2 separate regions of the Mus musculus genome follow, and region 1 is linked to region 2. The links are chromatin contacts, called in public Hi-C maps. All regions are on one chromosome and are shown on one strand. Each heading gives the region's core, a stretch centred on a gene start, on an enhancer-like site or on the middle of the called end of the contact. The rest is flanking DNA. Distances are from core to core; before and after follow the strand shown. Region 1 overlaps Gm36574 (a long non-coding RNA gene). Region 2 overlaps Gm36134 (a long non-coding RNA gene).

What was found. Hi-C and Micro-C count contacts between places; a contact is called where the count stands out from the background.
Region 1: a contact with region 2 is called in a Hi-C map of cerebral cortex, with 2.5 times the contacts expected there. The contact joins two enhancer-like sites. A contact is called at or near these places in 6 of 15 datasets of contacts at CTCF or cohesin (the NIH/3T3 cell line, embryonic stem cells, large pre-B cells and 2 more), 40 of 484 Hi-C or Micro-C datasets (B cells, the BV-2 cell line, CD4 T cells and 27 more), 13 of 115 datasets of contacts at active chromatin or transcription factors (the 230-238 cell line, the NIH/3T3 cell line, SST interneurons and 10 more) and 1 of 9 other capture datasets (embryonic stem cells).

What each region holds. Positions count from the first base shown.
Region 1 is chr4:120,367,505-120,370,204 of GRCm38.p6, reverse strand. The region is part of intron 3 of Gm36574 (a long non-coding RNA gene); the gene reads left to right. Among named protein-coding and RNA genes, the nearest start is that of Gm36574, 28 kb to the left of the region's middle. Within about 2 kb of position 1,329, at least 72 of the 459 cell types and tissues checked have an H3K27ac peak or open chromatin away from gene starts, as enhancers often do. A contact at or near this core is called in cerebral cortex, cortical neurons and neural progenitor cells, where this site is marked.
Region 2 is chr4:120,241,661-120,244,360 of GRCm38.p6, reverse strand. The region is part of intron 1 of Gm36134 (a long non-coding RNA gene); the gene reads left to right. Among named protein-coding and RNA genes, the nearest start is that of Gm36134, 19 kb to the left of the region's middle. Within about 2 kb of position 1,265, at least 67 of the 459 cell types and tissues checked have an H3K27ac peak or open chromatin away from gene starts, as enhancers often do. A contact at or near this core is called in cerebral cortex, cortical neurons and neural progenitor cells, where this site is marked.

The DNA of each region.
Region 1 (2,700 bases), core at 80-2,579, 130 kb before region 2:
ATGCGAAGAACAATACTTCAGCAGAGTGCTTTGGCGTAAGTGCTTCCAGGTCCCCCACTCCACAGAAGCTGCAGCGTGGGAAGGAGATGGCTCTGCAGCGGCTGAGCCTACAGACTGGGCTCTTAGCAATACCCGGACCAGCTGTGGGCCCCCCTCCAGCCCTTGAGCCTGCGGGCGATGCTTCCACTTCATTATCTACAGGGGTGAGGGGCACTGCCATGCCTTCCCTTGTCTCCTAGTGCCCAAGGGACCAGTGAATGCTCAAAGGCAGGGGTTTCTCAAATGAAGCATTTGCATGTTAACTGTTTTCTGAGTTTCCAAGGGCAGTCTGTGGGGTAGGTCAGCGTTCTGTTTTTACTTTCTTTTTAGAATGACTACTTGAATAGTCATCCACACACTTAATGAGAGTTACTCTGTGCTCAGAACTCAGCAACGGGCAGACTGAATGCAGGCAGGACGGAGACAAAAGTACATTCAGAACAATGCTAAGGCTGAGAAAGCCGGGCAGGTGCTGAGCTTCAGGTAGGGAAGACCTCTCTCCAGAAGGTGACATTTAATTAAAACCCTGAAGGCAATCGGAGGGAGGGTTGCACAGAAGGTACTGCAGGCAGAGGCCAAAGCAAAAACTACCCCTAGGGTCCAGAAGAGTGGTGAGGTGGCCGGTAGCAGTTGGGGGTATAGATGAGGGACAGTGGGTGGGAAGGGAGGATGGGGGTGGGAAAGATAAAGGTCAGGGAGGGGAGAGGAGGGAAGGGGAGGGAGGGAGGCAAGAACTTTGGCTCTTGTCCTAGACTGGTGGGGGAGGGGCAGATGGCCCCAGTGGTTGCTTGAAAGTGAGTCACATGCTTGCTTTCAAATTTTATTCAGAACACAGAAGGAAGTTGATCCCACTTTGCTACTTTTCTGGAACTTTCTCCTGGTCAGCAACTGGAGTCACACAGCCAAGTCCTTGATGAAGCCAGGCCCTGGTTTGTCCCCTGCGGTTTCCATCAGGCCTTTCCCACCCACAGCTTACTCCAGTCCACTCCAAATCTTCATGGAAACAAGCAGAGAACATTTCCCAGTGATTTAAAAGGACTTCTGTGCCACCAAAGAGTATCGTTTACTCTTACTTTAATGGGTGAATGTCCCTCTACCCAGATGTCCTTGGAACACGGAGACAAAAAGAAGAGCTTGCTAGATCAGAAGGCCTGAGATCTGGTCTGGATTATGTCGTGTTGTTGCTGTCTGATTTTCCACTTTCCCCGTTTTGAATTTTCTTAACTGCCCAGAAGTCAGATGGAGCCAACCCTGCCTGCTACTTCCTTCCTTGTACCTTCATGCTACAGTGGAAGCCAAGGGCCCCTAGGTGGCGCACCTTCCTAGGCTCAGTCTCCCATGAGCAACTGCTAAAGGAGGCTAGAAGATTTGGGGGAAATGGAGGGGCAAAGATGATCCAGAGAGTGGATCTAATGGGAGACTGAGGCAAAAACCCTAAGCTAGAGACCCTTTCTGCACCTGCCCTGGGCCCTGAGGGAGTTGGTGGCACAGAGCACCTCTGTCACTATGGCTATCAGGTTCTGCTGTGGGCTATAGCCCTTACAGGCAAGGTGAATGTCTTGGGATAGATATGAGACAGTACTTATTCTCGCTCATAGATGAAGATGCTGAAGACAGATGTGCTTGCCTGGTCACCTGGGGAGCCAAAGACACAGTGGCTGTCTAGCTGGCCTCTGCTGAGGAAGGGCTCCATAGCAGGGAGGGCCTTGAGCTCAAAGTGTGGGGTAGCATCCCTTGATTTGTCCATTTCTCTTAGCTGGCAGCCTTCCCTCCACCCTACATCTCTTCTTAGGCTTACTCTCTTTCCTTCACAGCTGTAGCTATTCTCAGGAAATCCTAGGAGAGGAGTTGTTAGCTCCTCTTAGGCAGAGCTGTGTCTCAGGGCAGTTTTAGGACACGGGGTGAGGGTCAGGAGACTTTGGGTGGTGCTTGCTCCCTCTGGCTTTCTTCTCCTTATAGATAAGGGAGAGTGCGGAAGGAGGGAGTTGGGCTAGATACTGCCAAGGTCACTGTCTAGTTTGAACCTTCTGAGTTGTCCTTGAAACTCCCCTATGTCCATCAGCAAGCAGCAGAAGGCAGGCAGGGCTCTGCTTCACTCACTTAAGAGGGATGGGGGTGTGGAATAGGTGCTGTGTCATCCTGTTTATGACATCTGGCTTGGCACAGATGACAGGCTGCCGCAGAAGCCAGAGTCCTCCTCTCTGAACTTCCACAATGACCACCTATTTAGGGAGATGCAAACCTACCTCTGCAGAGGAAGCCATGTAAGGCTTGCATGGGCCAACAGGAAAGAAGCCCTCCCCTCTGTGTCCCTGCAGGTGTCCCTCTTTGGTTCCATTGCTAACCCTCTGACCCTCTGACCTTGGGATTCTTCCAAAATCAAACCCTAAGGAAGGAAACAGTTGCCACTGAAGAAATTCAGAGAACAGTGCTAGAGGAAAAAGATGTGAGGGGAAAGGAAAGAGTAGCCGCTTCTCTTCAGTCAGCCATGTGCTAGCTACTCTACTGTCCTCTCTGTAGAGTAACTCATAGCTTGCTGTCAACCACAGATGAACTTCTGTGCTCTCTGAAGATGAGTCTCAGAGGACCACATTGTGCAACTGTGAGTGTTCCATAGACCACTCTTGTCCCTGTAGAACACAAGAGCCAGGGAGGCATAAC
Region 2 (2,700 bases), core at 16-2,515:
ACTTGCCCCCAGACTCACACCACATTCATCCTTGCTCTGCCCCTGGCCTCTACTCAACAGCCTCCAGCCTGTCTCTGGGTGCAGTCTCCGGTGCAAACAGCGTGCAATGGAGGTCAGACCACATTGCCTCTGTTCTTAGCTTCTTGTCATACTGTGAATGAAGCAGTGGGGCCATGTGGTGCTGGGCAGCCCCCCACCATGGTGCTCTCCCCTGCAGAGGTGCTTCGCCTCCCCACTTCCTCCCTCCTCAGCACAGTTATCTTTTACCTGGGAACCTGACTCCAAGAGTCTCCAGCTCTTCAGTGAGTTTGAAGTTGAGATGCTGCGGTCTCAGCATCTTTCCTAACTTCAGCCTCTGTCCAGATGTTCTAACTCCTGGTCTCTCTATTGTCCCAGTGTCACCAGATCCTGTCATCTTTGCTTAGAGTCTGCCCCTCCCATTAGAATATCAGCTCAAGGAGGGTAGGAAACAGGTCAGTCTTGCTCACTGTGTCTCTAGCACCTAACATAATACTTGTGAAAAAAGGGCTTAGGTAACAAAATAATAATAAATAATATTAATTTTTTTTGAGACAAGATTTCATGTAACCCAGGCTAATTCATTACATAGTCAGGGATGACCCGAGCTCCTGATCTTCCTGCCTCTATCTCAGCAATTCGGAATTACGATCATACACCACCATGTCTGGCATATGTGATACCAAGCTCTGCACATGCTAGGTATGCATTATATTAACTGAGCCTCATCACCAGCCTGGGGAATTTTTATTACACAAGTGAGTGGACAGTCGAATCCAACGGCAAAGACAGCATTATAGCCCCATTCTGCAGAACAGAAAGTGAGGGCTGGCAGATGGCAGGAAGGAGCGGAAGCCAGGACAGAGGCTGGCTATCCACAATAGCCATATCTGTGTAATACTTCAGTCACAAAATAAGCCCGTGCTATTTTATTTCTTCTTTCCTACCCAGCCCATTCCTCCAAGTTACAAAGGGTGGGGGAATGGAAGCTGGAGAGGACCCACAACAGGCCATGGGTGGGGTCTCTAGGGCCTTGCAGGTTTCAGAGGACCCTAAACACATCCTGCCTGGCAGGCTTCCATGTGAGCTTTCCCCTGTCTGGTCTGGATCCCTTTGCCCACGGGGCACCACCTCCCTCCACCCCTGTGCAGGCTGCCTGCCAGTGTCTGTCACATCAAGTTCAAGTGATGCATGTGGCAGCGGCTCCTGGACTGCCTGTCGGCACGTCAGCCCCGTCCTGGTTACCATAGCAACAGGATGCAAGGCACCAGGGCATCAGTGGGCTGTGGCTCTCAGAGGGGCAATGCCATGGGTGAGGGAGGGGCTCCTTTCTTGTTCCTGTGGGAAGCTTGGCAGGGGCTGCTGCCGCTGGGGGCTGAGTGGCCCCTCCCTGTCCCTGCCTTGGCATTTCCTTCCTGCCATCTGTGCTGGGAGCTGGGGGAGGGGCGGAGCGCCATCCCTGGTGGGAGGGGTTTGGGAGCAGATGGGTGGAAGAACAGCCCTCCCGCTTGCTCGGCTGTGCCCCACTATTGGTTCCAAGGACCCTTTCAGAGCTCTGGGCACATCACAGCCATCCTCTATTTGGCAAAAATGACAAGTTCAGGACCCTGTCCAGCCAGAGACTTGGTTGCTGGGCTTGAGTCAAGCCCAGGAGGAAGAGATTTTTTTCAAGAGAAGGGTCCTGAGGAGACTAGCCCGCTTTATGCTGACGCCTGGCTGGGACTCTTCAGTGAATCTTCCCAGCCTGCATGGGTTGTGTTAGCATACCTATTTCACACTGAGAGAAACTAGCTTCAGAAATGGCAGCCAAAAGAAGAGCATCAGAATTCGAACACAGGCCCATCTAGTCAGTCTTGTTCTTGCTGTTGCCTCCGAGGGTGAGGGTTTTCTTGGCTACCGCCCCTGCAGCAGGCTGTTCAGAGAGACCAGGGCTGGGGGCTGAACTGTGACAAGTGTGTGATCTGTGGAGAGACCAGTCAGGAGACCTTTGGTGCTATGCCTGCCTCAGGCTTCAGTGTCTTGTACAGAGACTTTGAGGTGGTTACAATGCAGTGCTATCCTTAATACACACGAGGTCTTCATGTCTCGTCCAATGGAAGGGAGTCTGGGCAAGGTGTCAGGACTGGTGGCCGAGAAGTTCTGAGTTGATGTGGGCTACTGATACACCTGGCTGAGTATCCAAACCGGACATCACTCCTTTGGAATTACCTCTTGTGCTGAGAACTCTCACATTCCAAACAGATGGACAGCTCTTTGGGCCTCGTGAGATAGCAGCCCCAAGTTGGTTCTGGGACCTTTGTTACCTTCCTCTGTGCCATATTAGAAGAGTAGTGAAGGTGGAGCAGGGAGGCTGGTGGCAGAGAGGAGCCCTGTGACAGATGCTCTTTGTGTGGGGACAGTGCAGCGTTAACTCCCTTAATCTAGGTGTAGGATGACTTCAGGGAAAATGCTTGGAAGAGCTGAGCATGTCCCCTCCAGTCACACCTTACTTTGAAATCAGTCTGGAAGGGTGTTGACTCAATGCTGGCTGTGGTGGCCTTACAAGCCCTGGCTTCTCTGTGATCAGAGTAGCCTACGCAGATGCAGGCACACAGCACAGAGGGGTACCTGATACACAAAGGGAAGCTCTCTGAGCCTGAGTGGGGAGCCTAGAAACAGTAACCGAGCCATTAAGGCTGCAGA